2 separate regions of the Gasterosteus aculeatus genome follow, and region 1 is linked to region 2. A link is a contact called in public Hi-C data. All regions are on one chromosome and are shown on one strand. Each heading gives the region's core, a stretch centred on a gene start, on an enhancer-like site or on the middle of the called end of the contact. The rest is flanking DNA. Distances are from core to core; before and after follow the strand shown.

Region 1 (4,131 bases), core at 839-3,338, 43 kb before region 2:
ACAAACTGAATTAATAGGGTCAAAGGTTTATGATCTGATTGAAATTTGGTGATCAAAAATTTAGGTCACAGCAACTTCACTAAACGCAATTTTCGCCATAACTCAAGGATTCATAATGCTAATTATGTGCATTTCTCACAAATGTTCACTAGGATAAAAGAATGAAGCGATGACACGGTTGTAAACTGCTACTTCCATAAGTGGCAGAGGCCTAAAACCGCAAGGCGCTAATTGTAGTTGCAAATGTAGTTTCATACTGAGTGACTTGCGTTAAAAACTGTACCATGAAAGTAAGGTTTGTGTATGTCGTGGTATCCTTGTGCTTCTTTCCGTCTGTCTTTCTTCACTCCCATATATGATGGAGAGGGTTCTCTTCTCTTTGCAGCCATTGTTTTCATCTCCTCTGACACTACAATGCACGCTCTGCCATAACGTCTCTGAGGTTGTTGACATGTTTTCCACCTCTCCATGGCAGGCGGAGATGACAAGCTGGTAAAGGTGTGGGACTACATGGCAGGTACGGTCACACACGTGGGAATAGCTCACGGTGCCAGCATCACCAGAGTCAAGATCTGCTCCAATAACCGCACCATAATCAGCACCAGCGCAGACGGAGCCATCCTCCGGTGGAGGTTTCCTCATCCTTCTCCCTCTTAATTTGTGGAACACCACATGTGAACTGCCCGGTGCGACTTCTACTCCAGGAACTCCACATTCACACCCAAATGTATCTGACGTTCTTCCTTAATCTATTCTCTTAACAATTGTTATGAGAGTTCAACAGTCTTACATGAAAATAGTTAGTTAATACTAGGACCAAAAAGGAAATAAATGCATTTCATTAAGCATCAGTGACTTTGTAGTGTTTCATTTTCCAACAGGTAAAAGAACGATATAAAAGAAGAATTGAAAATATCACATATTCGCAGGAGTGGAGGCACTTAAGTGGTAATTCCCCACTGGAACCAAATGTATGTGGGAATTCACGGAACGACACTTAAAGTGAGTTTAAAATTACACTTCAAGGTATAAGAAGGTGTTCTTCCCATCAAAGTGTCCACATTACACTTTTCTAGTGACACCCGCTCTGCAAACCGTTTCTCAATGCAGATGAAATCAGAATGTGTAAAAATAAGGCTATACTATTCAGTGCCTCAGATTTTCACAGATATGATTCTGTTTTTGTGGAGACACTGGCTGATATCAGACAGAATTGTTGACTAGATCGAGTGGGCGAAGTGAAAGGTCTGGATGGAGGGAAGCAGGGTGAAGGAGGGGGCCCAGATTCAGTGAGCTGATCTATCAACAGCGGTTCCCCCAGGGATTCCGGTTAAGACCACAGAGAGTTTCCCTGTCTCTGATCCGAACTTCCTCACTATTGTTCAGAGGGTCTAATCTAAATCATTAATATCTCACCCCTGCTTCCCAACAAAAAGTGTCGCGCAAACCAAGCCATCAAAAACATTTATGAATTAGTACAAACAGAAAAAGGGCATCGCTTTTGTGGGACATTGTGGGTCATTTTCTGTAAGGAATTGTGATTCACTTTATTTGCGTGCGCGTTTCCCAACTTTAATGATTGTATTGAAAAATCCTATTTTTCATTGCAATGGGAGCTCGTCAAGTATAAAAGGAGTCCATACTTTGACGTTAATGCGCACAACAAGAAAAAATGTTTTTATTCACACATTTGGGTCAGTTAGGGTCATGTTTAGGTTCAACAACCACACAAATGGCAGAATCACCATCCAACAGATGCCAACCGCATCTTCTTCTGAAGCATTAGCGTCAATCGGGTGATGGTGTAATTAGTCCTACAGGGGGCAGTTTAACGCTGACAGAGATTGTCACACGTGACAAACTGTCAACACAGAAGTTTTCGTCTTTAATGTGTAACGTCGATTTAACAACTTCCTTGTTCCCTGTGCAGCAAACGAGTCTGGTGAGTTTTGCTCTTTGCCGCTGCAGCTTGAGACAGTGAGTACAACTATAACTAGAAACACTCCACCCAAAGGAAGTCTGTGAATGGGGGCGGTCATTGTAGAGAGAATCCCCCCCCAAAACGGAAACTCTTTCACGTTAGGAGAGGAGACGAGAGGGGAGGAAAGGAGAGGAGGGCGCTGACAGCCATCGGTGAGGAAGTGTGATTGAACGTGCCGCGCGCGGAGGGAGGAGGACCCTCGTCTCATCTGGGTTCCCGCGCCGAGCATCGCTTCACGAACCGCGCGCCACTGGGGAATTAACCGGGATGTCACCGGTAATCACGCGCCTTACCGGCGCCACCTCAGCGGCGAGGCTTGCGGAGAGAAACGTGCAGGAGGAGAGATAGACAGCCGCGGCGGACAGGTGCCACTCCGCAGCCCGTGTCATTTGGGTTGTTTTTGAGGGGGGGGTTCTACAAAGTACCAGCGCCATGGATACCCGCAAGGAGAGCAAGGTAAGGAAAGCCTTGAAACCCAAAGCGACGAAGCGAAAACACAAGAAATACAAAACCGGGAGCTTCGGCAGAAAGAAATCGCTGCGATCTTTCGGGAATTTCATGGGGAGGATCCTTAAAACTTTGGGCACTTTGGCGCACTTTGGCGACGCGCAGCCGCCGGGCGCGGAGGAGGAGGAGGACGACGACGGCGGCTTCGGGCCGGGCGACTCGGGGGGTTTCAAAGACGGCGGCGCGCAGGTCGCCCGGGAGGAGGACGCCGCGAAGAAGAGCTCCGCGGCGGCGGCGGCGGCGGCGTCCTCCTCGCGCGGCCCGGTGAAGGGCAGGCTGTCGTGGTGCCACGGCGACAAGACCCCCGGGGTGCTGGGGCTGAAGAACCACGGCAACACCTGCTTCATGAACGCCGTGGTCCAGTGCCTGAGCAACACGGACCTGCTGGCCGAGCACCTCGGCCTGGAGCAGTACAAGTCCGAGGGGGGCCACGGCGGGGCGGACGGGCGGGGGAGAGGCGAGGAGCTGCAGGCCGCCAGGGGAGAGGTGACCGAGCAGCTGGCGTCGCTGGTCCGAGGGCTGTGGACCCTGGAGTACACGCCGCAGGTGTCCGTGGAGTTCAAGGTGAGGCCGCACCGGGGTGTCGCGCGTGTTTGGCGGCGTCGTGTTTAATCACCTGTTCACCGCGAGCTTTTATTTTATCATGTTTTACCCACCTGCCATTGACAAAAATGAGTTATATATGACCTCATAGGAAGATGTTAATGTCCTTATAATAAAGGGAACACGCTTTACCGTTTTACAAATACGAGCTGTATTTCTTTGGTAAATACTCGAAATGCATAAAACATGCGTGGGCCCCAGACCCCCAGGGGCCCTGACATACTCCGCCAAGTTAAATAGTGTGTTGATTGATTTCTGGTTATTTTATTAACTGCACATTTGTCTGGGAATGTTCTCCGCTAAAGCTCAATAAAAAACAACAACAATGGCACAGGGCCTAAAGGCATTTAAAATCACATTACCTCACAGCTAATTGACACACGGCAGCAGAGAGCTGCGGCCCGGTAGTTTAATTTCCAGCGCCGGTGGGTGTCTGGGTCTCTCTGGGCCCAAATAATGCAGCTGCTGTGAGCGGCCTGCTGCTGTGTGGTCTGCACTCAGCAGGTACTTGGAGATGACAGGAATATATTCACATTGGGAGGGGACTGCGTGAGGGGGGGGCAATGGGGGTTCACCCGACCCCTCTGTGAGCTGCTCCTGCAATAAAGACAGGTCATTATCGACACATTTAGATTAGTTCTGCACATTCATCCCAGGGGATCTAAGCGGCACCTTTTAAACACAGTCCCAGTAGGTTTAATGTGTCCCGGGGCCCCCACAGTATGTGTCGAGAGGTGGGTTATGCAAGGTTTATTACACTGAGGACTGAGGAACCAAAATTGGTTCAAGGGGTGGCAGTCTGTGTCCAACGAAGACGCTCGGCTCATGTGTGTCTAGTAAACCACTGACAATAAAAGGTATTCACCACTTTGCCTCCCAGTTTCAAGCCTTTATTCTTGTTTGTTGAGCTCGCAGTGCAGTTACTGATTACACACAGGGTGCAGCGTCCCCGCCTGACTCGCCATGCCCCGCAACTCAGGTGGTTTGTCTGCATTCCCGCCCTTCCGGGTGACAGCCGGAGCAGGAAGGAGTCCTGGATT
Region 2 (4,169 bases), core at 1,383-3,882:
ATTCCAGGATATCACAACTTCTATCAGTGGGATTTATGTCACTTTTAGTGGAATGTTGCATGTGGAATTACGCAGCTGAGGCCCATGCATGATAAAAGGTGATGGATGGAACATTTATAGCCTGAGCAAGTCCGATCCGGCTTCGCACCAATTTCAATAACTACGACAATAAAACACCACTGTTTGGAAAAGATCTAAACTACAAGCAGCCATATTGGTTTGAAGCAGAAAGCGTGTTACTATGGTTACTGAGGTTATGCAAGACTCTTAATTGCTCCGGGTCTTAAGGCGGTCTCAATTTGCCAATACACTGTAGTCACTCTACTTTAAATATATAAAACTGTTACATAAAGACACACGGGGCAGACGTGTGGGTGTGTTTGTGTGTTTTACACACATGTCGGGCTGTGCAGAGGTCTCTCAGACTAAACAACCCTTCAGCTACAGGTGTCGACGCGGTCTATCGTGTGAGTTTCTTTGTGCAGCCTTGGTGAAAAAAAAAGCGAAAGCCCAGTGCTGCAATGACGGGTAACTGTGGGGAAAAGCTCGTAGTCGTAGAAAAACTTCTTGAGGTGTTGTTACTTTGTATTGATGTGTGAGTTACTTTGAGAGGTTTAGCCATTTCCATTTTAGGATCAATCGCTTTGACCTTTAGCGTGGAAATGGACAAATGACTGCTGGTCCAAACAAAAGTTTAGCTTATTTAGACCTAACGGTTGAGTAAATGAATTGCAGTGATCCTGCGGAGGCTTTGTTTCATGCAGCGTGTTCCCCCATGGTCACAACCCGGGACACTGAATCACCGCAGCTGAAAAGCAAGTTTTGCATTTAGACGAAATGGCGGCAGGAGATCTGAAAAAACACTGAAATCAATTAGGTCCTCAGCGCCACGGTAGCATCCAGGCAATTTGTACTTAAATGGAGTCAAAAGGCTCCATATTGCTGCACAGAAAAAAAAGAGACTTACTTTCCACTGAATAGAAGCTCAGGGAGGCAAAGCGGGCCAACTTTGTGTGATGCTCACTTGGTGCCCTCTGAGTTAAACAGTTACGGTCTCCGATAATGGGGAAGTCAATCAAGATTTGAGCAGAGTGGATTGTGGGAGCTGCCTGCACGGATAGAGACACACTTGTGGAGAGAGAGAGAGAGAGAGAGAGAGAGAGAGAGAGAGAGAGAGAGAGGTGAAGTGTTTGATGATGTTTAAAGAGGATTCTGGGGACAGGTGCTAACATTTCTTAATTCAGATTTAGTCTTTCTTTCATTCCCTCGCGTTCTCCTCACCTACACATACAGTGTTGAATGTAAACCAATGTGGAAGATGCTGTCCGTGCATTGGATACCTAGACAGCTCAGCCACTGCATCATCGCCTCTTAAGTTATTGTAGGGAATTTGTGCAAGCAGCTTTTTGTTTACACATACAAGCGAATGACATTACCATTCATTTGGGGGGGTCGTGTTTCTGGTCACCCCTGAAAATACTGGGACAATGATGTGTTGTCTTGCAGCAGGAAGCCCGGCTTTGGGAGCACAAAGGACCTACGATGTGTCTCGATCTCAAAGTCGTCGACAAAATGCAACACGTGTGCAAAACGAAACCCTTGCAGAGCAAACACTGCGCACGCTTCCATGAAGGCCATTACCGGCCGCCCGCAGCTAGAAGCAAGCATGTGCCAGGGACACTCACAGGGGAACTCTGCCCCCCCCCCGCGGTAGTATTTCATCATTTAGAATAACCTAAGGAGAAACGTCTGCGCCTCTGGAACGTGTTCTCAGATCATCGGGGGAAATAACAGCGACGCTCGACTCAGCTGCGTCGGGGAGAAGCTTCCTCTAACCCACGAGCCTTTCGGAAGTGAACCTGCGCCACAAAAGGCCCAACGGCTTAATTGTGTTCCAGTGAACCCGCCGGCAAGGCGGGGAACTCTGTTTTTCTACCGTTGACCCGAGAGCCCTTTTCTGTTTTGTGCCTCAGAAACCTTTGATCAGACTTGTATTTGGTTCTGCAACAAAGCTGAAATGATTTATTTGTATTTATTGATAGATATTAATACCACAAATGTGCAGCACTGTACACAATGAAACAAATACCAAGGTGTGTGAACGGTGTGTAGTTGCGGGACTACAGGGGGAGAAAAGGGACGAAGAAAGATGAGGGACCATGTTGGAGAGGCGGCACCAGGTGTATTCCATTCCTCCCAAATGTGTTGTTGCTGTGGGCAGGAAGCTCAGGTGCTTCGCTGTGAGCGGCAGCGTTTGTGGTCGGACGGCTGCCCGCTGCCCCTGACCACTAATTGGTTTGGGGTTAAACCCAACACTCCCCCAGGGGGTATCCAGGTAGCCAGGTGTGTGGATGCTACGGACGGAGGTCACTCATACGGTGCTCAACCTCCTGGGAGCAGCGCCCCTCCCGGTGTTTTTGTGCTCTTGGTTCCGTGCTCCACAACTCGTGCTATTTTTCTGTCTGGAAGAGATGAGATCAGTGTAGAAAGACTTTTCCCTCCGGTGCAGCAGCTGAATGTGACTGTCTGGTTACATGAAGGCTGAAAAGAGAAATGGGACCATGAAGAGCTCACTGCTAAGTGATGCGGTTATCAATGAGGCCGCATGAGTAATCCGTCCTCGGGTTGTCCGCGCCAGCAGCCTGTTGTTAGTCAGTGAGCTCTATTGGTAGCCATGGTGACGGGGGAGCCAACCAGGAAGTGAAGTCAGGTAATGTTAAGAATTATTTAAAGTAGCATATTTAACTACGTTACCTAAAAAACATACTTATTTTAACAGATCTTTTCCTTAATGTTACTAAATAGTTTAGATTATCAATGATAAATGGAACGGTAAAAATATACATAAAATAATTGTCCACGTCTGTATAAGTCTGACTATTTTGCAATCCGTTGCACATTTACAAAGCACTGATGAATGGAGTACCAGCAAGAGAGACGGGTGACATTGCAGAGGATGGGGAGAGGCGAGCGATCGCCACATGAAGTGTGGCGTGTTTTTCAGGGCTGAGCTGTTTAATGCTCGCCACGTCCAATCTCAAGTGTCTTTCTCCTTCCGTCTTTGTGTTTATCTTTTAATTAAAAATGGCAGACCATAAACAGATTACCACGGCAACAAATGAACAAAACAACAAATGGTTCAATAGATCGTTACATCAATCTTCTCTCCCTCTCGCGTACTTTTAATTTATTATTATTGGCATCTCGTCTCTTTTCCTTCTGCCCGCGGGAGAACTCTTATTCTCACTTCCCAGTCTCACCTTTCTTGTCTCCAGCTAGCTGGCAGCTCTCTCAGTCCGCGGCGCATCCTGCTGTGCTTCAGGGAGGGAGGGAGAAAGGGAAGGAGGGAGGGAGGGAGGGAGGGAGGAAGGAGGTGAGAATCAAACCACGGGACGTGTTGGGGCCAAGTCGCGCCCCTCATTGTGCACAATATGTTACTTTTGAAACCGGCCCGGAATCAAACTTTGTTTTTGATTTTCAAACTGACTCAAGGTCCAGATAGTAAGAAACATTAAATAGAATAGAATGCTGAGCGCTGTTAAAATACGCCTGTGTGCTGGATATTCCGTGTTCATTCCACATTAGGAAACCTTGTCGGTGAACATGTCTGTCGAGTTTGCGAGCTGTGCGAAGAGTTTCATCAGCTTTTTGTTTTATATGGTTCTGTTTTGGCATTCAATGTTACTGAAGGAGTCTCCTGACAGCGAAGCAGGAAGGAGGAAGATATGAAGATCTGAGTCATTTCTGCCACAAACAAAAAGATCAAAAGGCACACGGAGGCCCGGCCTTTGAACTTCTCAGCTCATCTACTGCTCGTGTTGAACTGAGGACAGGCCGCGATATCGTGACTCTCTATCGCCTCTCGAAGTGCAGGTGGTATCACAGAGCAGTAGAAGTCTCTGCAACCTGCTCAGCTCCTGTTGATGACGTCAGTTCTTTAGGTTTTTAAGCAATTCTGTCCTTACACATTGCACCTCTGACATTGAACTGAAATAGCATTCTTCTCTTGACCTTAATCATTATGTTGAGTGTAATCTTGTTATTATTACTTTCCTTAACTGTCAAACTACACTCATTACAGTCATTTTGAGGAGTCAGTGTTTAATATATTAGGGGGAGTGGGGGTCAACCCAGCGCGAGGAGATGAATTGGTTGTTCAAAGGGCAGCA

What was found. A called contact is a pair of places that touch in the nucleus more often than the background predicts.
Region 1: a Hi-C map of whole body shows a contact between it and region 2, with 2.4 times the contacts expected there. The contact joins the promoter of usp43a here to the enhancer-like site in region 2. A contact is called at or near these places in 3 of 6 Hi-C or Micro-C datasets (skeletal muscle and whole body).

Annotation. Positions count from the first base shown.
Region 1 is chr9:5,615,795-5,619,925 of fGasAcu3.hap1.1, reverse strand. usp43a (ubiquitin specific peptidase 43a) reads left to right here and starts at 2,088. Exons shown (of 16, transcript XM_040187101.2): 1 at 2,088-3,052. The coding sequence starts at 2,414. It overlaps cfap52 (cilia and flagella associated protein 52), which reads left to right. Exons shown (of 14, transcript XM_078080260.1): 14 at 476-848. The coding sequence ends at 657.
Region 2 is chr9:5,573,789-5,577,957 of fGasAcu3.hap1.1, reverse strand. All of the region lies in intron 6 of usp43a (ubiquitin specific peptidase 43a), which reads left to right. Among protein-coding and RNA genes, the nearest start is that of LOC144383244, 10 kb to the right of the region's middle. Within about 2 kb of position 2,632, at least 3 of the 9 cell types and tissues checked have open chromatin away from gene starts, as enhancers often do.